Linked DNA regions of Mus musculus: region 2 is linked to region 1. The links are chromatin contacts, called in public Hi-C maps. All regions are on one chromosome and are shown on one strand. Each heading gives the region's core, a stretch centred on a gene start, on an enhancer-like site or on the middle of the called end of the contact. The rest is flanking DNA. Distances are from core to core; before and after follow the strand shown. Region 1 overlaps Umad1 (UMAP1-MVP12 associated (UMA) domain containing 1). Region 2 overlaps Ica1 (islet cell autoantigen 1).

Evidence for each region. Hi-C and Micro-C count contacts between places; a contact is called where the count stands out from the background.
Region 2: a Hi-C map of double positive thymocytes shows a contact between it and region 1, with 4 times the contacts expected there. The contact joins two enhancer-like sites. A contact is called at or near these places in 1 of 15 datasets of contacts at CTCF or cohesin (large pre-B cells), 16 of 484 Hi-C or Micro-C datasets (the CH12 cell line, the G1E-ER4 cell line, the N1E-115 cell line and 13 more), 1 of 115 datasets of contacts at active chromatin or transcription factors (cardiomyocytes) and 4 of 9 other capture datasets (adipose tissue, embryonic stem cells, liver and 1 more).

Annotation. Positions count from the first base shown.
Region 1 is chr6:8,412,770-8,415,469 of GRCm38.p6, forward strand. The region is part of intron 3 of Umad1 (UMAP1-MVP12 associated (UMA) domain containing 1); the gene reads left to right. Among named protein-coding and RNA genes, the nearest start is that of Gm46952, 69 kb to the left of the region's middle. Within about 2 kb of position 1,407, at least 49 of the 459 cell types and tissues checked have an H3K27ac peak or open chromatin away from gene starts, as enhancers often do. A contact at or near this core is called in the CH12 cell line, the G1E-ER4 cell line and double positive thymocytes, where this site is marked.
Region 2 is chr6:8,734,919-8,737,676 of GRCm38.p6, forward strand. It overlaps Ica1 (islet cell autoantigen 1), which reads right to left. Exons shown (of 14, transcript NM_010492.3): 6 at 2,099-2,297. Among named protein-coding and RNA genes, the nearest start is that of Ica1, 42 kb to the right of the region's middle. Within about 2 kb of position 1,418, at least 57 of the 459 cell types and tissues checked have an H3K27ac peak or open chromatin away from gene starts, as enhancers often do. A contact at or near this core is called in the CH12 cell line, the G1E-ER4 cell line and double positive thymocytes, where this site is marked.

The DNA of each region.
Region 1 (2,700 bases), core at 157-2,656:
CCCTTAGCAATTTTTGTTTGGATTTTAATTGAAAGCATTTAAATAGGAAGTGATATATACGTCCAAGCAATCAGCTATGCTCCTCAGGCGTGAAAGGATCACTCTCCTTTGTGCTGGTCTGAACGTAAATAGTGGTGATATACTTCCTACTTCTCAACAGTCGAGGTCCACCCAGAAGCTTGCGACTATATAGAGTCCCGGAAATGTCCTCATTCCCCTTTCTAGCCTCTGATATCATCTCTTAGCATAGAATCATGTTAAATGGGCACGAGGCTTGTGTTTGAACCAATTAAAGGGACAGTACCTTTAACTTGCTAAGAACAGATTGCAGCTCAAGTCCTAGCCATCTGGCACCTTCTTGCCCTTGTCCCACAAGTGCTGTGGGCTAGAAAATGTGGGCAGTGCCAGTTGCTGGACGATTACCCACAAAGGGCTTGCTTTGGGAGGAATCATCTTCCTGAACACAGAGCAGCGTGCTGTCCCTTTAAGTTCTGAAATTTAACTGAATATATTTGGTGAAGGTAAAGCAGTTATTTTAAAAATACATTATTCAGGGATCACAGCGGTGCTTTCAGGGATTAAAATAGTCTAAACAGTATGTAATTTCAGGGTTTCTAAGATCTGCATAGAATTAGCATATCCAGCTGGATATAAAATGATACGTAATACAACACCCACCCCACCCCACCCCACAAAAAAACTGGTTTTCTCTGCATTGTATGTGCCTTCTTTGGTTGGGAGAGAAAGATAAAGTATTGTATAGCCTCCTATAGGAGATACTGTAAGGGCTTCAGAAACAAGTGCACTCTACATTTGAAAGGCTCCCTGTTTTCTTCGCAGGTCAGATGAGCAAGATGCAGAGAATGGTGGGTAAGCATCCCAGAGATTAAAATGGTACCTACCTACCACATAAAGAAAACTTAATGAGATGTTATCTAAGATGACTGGCAAATAAGTGCCATTCAGTGTGAGCTAATGCCTGCAGTCCTGGAAATAAGCCCACCTTACAATTTACCTAGAAGAAAGTTAGCAAAACTAGATTCAGTAACAGCTAGTATAATTTACTTCTTAATAATGTGTGGGAGCTCTTTTTCTAAACCGCTGTATTTCCAACTTCATAGGCAAACTGTGAATTATTTAGTGTCTTCAGAGAATTCCCATCATTGTCTCACCTGCAGAGAGCTGGGGAGGATAAACTGAATCTTTATTTAACTCTAAATGTGATTTCTGTACATTTAAGACCACTTTTAGAAATTATACGTATACACTTTTGTGTCAATTTAGCAGTTAAAACTGTAGCAATTATTTCTGGAAGGCAGAAAGAAAAACTGCACTCAGGAAGGTTCTGAAAGTGGCTGTCTGCAAACTGGTGAAATCCCGAGCCTCGGAAAGCCACATTTGCTTATCCAACAGCACATGCGCACCTGGGCCCCGCAGAGCTGTGCATGCTGCGCCTGCCGTCCAGCCCCAGCCTCTCTGCTCCCTGGCCCAGACATCATGGAAACAAAGCTGACTCGTGAGGGGAAAGAACTGTGTGCGTCCCTTCCCTGTCACATTTCTTCTTCTAGCTCTGCCAGCCAGCAAGTGGATTATATCTACACTTGATTCTAAGGAGCAGTTTGCAGCAGGTGGATTGTATCTACACTTGATTCTAAGGAGCAGTTTGCAGCAGGTGGATTGTATCTACACTTGATTCTAAGGAGCAGTTTGCAGCAGGTGGATTGTATCTACACTTGATTCTAAGGAGCAGTTTGCAGCAGGTGGATTGTATCTGCACTTGATTCTAAGGAGCAGTTTGCAGCAGGTGGATTGTATCTACACTTGATTCTAAGGAGCAGTTTGAGTTCCGGTGCCCACTGAAGCCAGGGCCGTCAGATGCCCCTGACAAGTCCTGGTGTTGGGAATCAAACTTGAGTCACCTAGAAGAGCAGTATTTGCTTATCTTTGTGAATATGCGTCTTTCTTAATTCCCTTCTCTCTCCAAACTTTGCCATTACCAGAGGAAAGTTCTACTTTATCATATTGCTATTAGTGGAAGCAAAGCAAAAATCTTAACACAACACTACAGATTCCCTGGATCATTTCTAATGGATATACCAGCTCACACCATACAGGGGACAGCAATCCAGAAAGAAATCCTTAAATCCTTTCAGTTTGGCCCCAAATTTCACCTCCAAACTGAATTTGCTATTTTCAAACAATGATATTCACAATTATTTTAATATATTTAGTATGGTTATTCTTATTCTGTTCATAATACTGATACTAAATTTTCTACATTTGTTACAAATCATAGAATCTAATCTGTTGTATATTTTTTTACTCTAAGAACGTCAATATTAAATTCTTAATTCCTATAGAGCTATAACTTCTGAAAAGATGAAATGGCCTGCCATTTTTCTCATTAGCTAAGTGTTTGTTTCTTACATATTCAAGACCACTATAAAGATGGGCATTCTTCCATTATAGAAATTCTTTTCATAACTTGAGTTTGCACACTCCTTGGCCACTGCTCCTACAGTTCCCAGGTGCATCAATTAAAAGTTGTTTCCTGTGGATCACGTCAGGAAGAGTTCAGAGTCTAAAGCTCTTCATATTGTGGCTCGTCGCTGCTGCTTCACCTGTCCAGTGAGCTTGTGTTTCAGAGAAGAGAATGGAATCCAGGAAGTCTGAGAGCCTTGCTGAAGCCCTGTGGTGCAG
Region 2 (2,758 bases), core at 168-2,667, 320 kb after region 1:
ACCAAAAATTACGCTTGAAGATCACTCTTCTCTCAAAAATATTCTATCCCCAAGTCCAAGTTCACCACATCCAGCTATTAAATTGAATCCAGCACACACAGGATTAGGGGGGGCAGGCACAGCTTCAGCTACTACTTCGCAGTAAAGGATTCAAAATAAAAACCAAACCTACCCATATTTTCCAGGATGGAGATTGATGGCATTAAACGATGGCAAATGTTTCTATGTTCAAACCAAATGACGAAGAACTTGGTTTCTGTTTCAGTCTTAAACAGCTAGCAACCACCTCCCACCAAACAAAACCAGATAAACACAAACACCCACAAAATTCTTTGGCCTTCCAGAATAACTGTTTTCTTGTCCTGGCACACTGGAGGGACCCAGAAACTCTGCACTGAACAAAGGGCTTGCAAGCAGGTGTTACTATGAAACTGCCTGTGCCACTTCTAGGTATACTGTTTGACTTCCTTTGTCTCTTGGTGGGGAAATTGTATCTATTTTCAAAGATTCTGGCTTCCATTTCCTTGTTCGACCTCAGGTTAGCTACCTACCATGGGTCTTTCTACAAAAGAAAAAAAAATGTGTGTTGATTATGGTAAACATTAAGGCTGCACGTCATCAGCAATGTGCTCTGGAGTCAGTTTTTTTTTTTTCTCTCATTCTTTCTTTTTCCTAATACCAATTCCACCCCCATTATCCTCAATCCCCAAATAAAATACTAATGACAAAATAAATGACTGGCCTAATTACGAAGTCAGAAAACTTGCAAAACAGCCTGGGGTCACCAGCATCTAGTTACCGAACCAAAAACATTTGATTTGTTTACTACCATGACGTCTGATATTTTTTTTCTCTTTCAAAGGATGAATGAGTTCCATTTACATCTTCTTCGAAGATGAGATAAACTTCACAGTCTCACCTCTGCCTGGGCAGCCAGCCTGCCTTTCAGAGAAGGCTTATGCTGACATGTTAAAAAAAAAAAAAAAAAAAAAAAAGGAGAGAAAATGAGGCTGGTTCCCTTCACAGGGAGGGAGTCTGAACTACAAACCAAGAAAAACTTCCAGAGGAATTTCTGTTGCTCTAGTACCTAGGTCAAGAAGCAGTGACCACTGTCTTGAACAAGAGAAGCTCTTTTGGTCTGTTCCTTGACTCCCGGCTCAACCTTCTACATACCAGCCAGGGTTCCAGGTTCATAGTTCCAAAGTGATGTCCCTAAAAAGGAGTCTAAGCCTTTTAAACAACATTTCTAATTATGAATGGATCAGTTGAAGTGACTAAGGGAGTTGACACAATATTATGCCAAGCCCAACATTTGGCCCCTTTTTTTCTTTTATGCCCTAAAACACACTCAGTTGCCCAAACAAAGAACTACCAAGATTGTACAAACCACTACAGAATCAGGCCACATGTTCACATGTTCAGTGTACGGCTGCCACCCAGTGGTAGGTTGGATTCCTGTGGACAAAAGGCTCCGACTGGCTACATTAACACAATGTAATTTTTCTTCTTATTTTTTTCTTTTTTAAGGAACCGAAGATTATTATTCCTCAGGAAAATTAAACAGAATATTCATTTTCTTTTGCTCTAATGTTGCTCAGAGAAATTTCTGAAGGGATCAATAGCAGGGAGAGTCAATACCATTCTAGCTAACCACACAACTATATCCCAGAGCCTCTGAATATGTCATAAAAGAACTGTTATTGTTTTGCTGGTTTCAACATGAATCATCAATTAGAAAGACTTGTTAAACAGCCTAGTTTCACTTTCTAGATGTATGTGCTCTGGATTTTTAGTTATGCATGAAGAGACATCTACAAGTGACAACCTTATAAAAAAAAGTGCACATTATATGAAAATCTGACTTCAATTAAAACCAGCTACAAAATCCCAGCAATTTCCAGCTGTCTCCTCTCTTATCCTTAGAGAATTATATATCACATTAATTGCTATTCTGTCACATTTTTAAAAAAATGTCAGCAATGGTTAATTGTATCCTTGGTGCTTTTGAGTTATGTCTGTTTTACCAGAGGGATTCAAATCACACTTGGTTGCCTTCTAGCAAGGTGGCCATTTTGACAACCCTCAAAAAACTTCTTACCTTCCTGAACTTCTCCATTTGCTTGTAGAGGTCTGGATCAAGTTCCTGAGACACATCCTTCATCCACAACAACGCTCCTCTGTATTCTGTCCTGTACTGCTCCATGCGGTTCACTGTCAGCCAGGTATCAGAGATGGCCCGATGTCTAAAAGTTTCTACTTCTTGGTGAAATCGACACAAAGGGTTTCTCAAGGCCAACCTGTACAAGAGGGCATAGATATAATCATAAAACAAAGGAAAAGAACAGTTCCAAATTCTGATATTCTGCACGCATCATAAACCCATGAACTTAGACCACTGTCTAAAACGCACATGTCTTGTCAGGAGACAGATACTAATCAAAATGTGAGTGAAGGTGGGATCAACCAGAGATTGCCCACATTCTGATCCTTTCATTTTCAGTGAACTGGACCATTGGGAAGCACTCCATTTGTGTTGCTGGGCGGCCTCAGGCCTGGACAGTATTTATTTGAAGTTGCAACAAGCCCGTGTCAGTGAAGGATAGTCACAGCGTGGCCATTCCTGTTTCCATTCCTGGCTACTCCGTCTCTTCTGTTGCTGAATTTTGGGCCCTGTGTGGAGGGTGGAATGGGATAGGCATGACTTGGGTATCCTTGACCTGGCCACCTTTATTACACCTCAATCAAAACCTACAGTTTG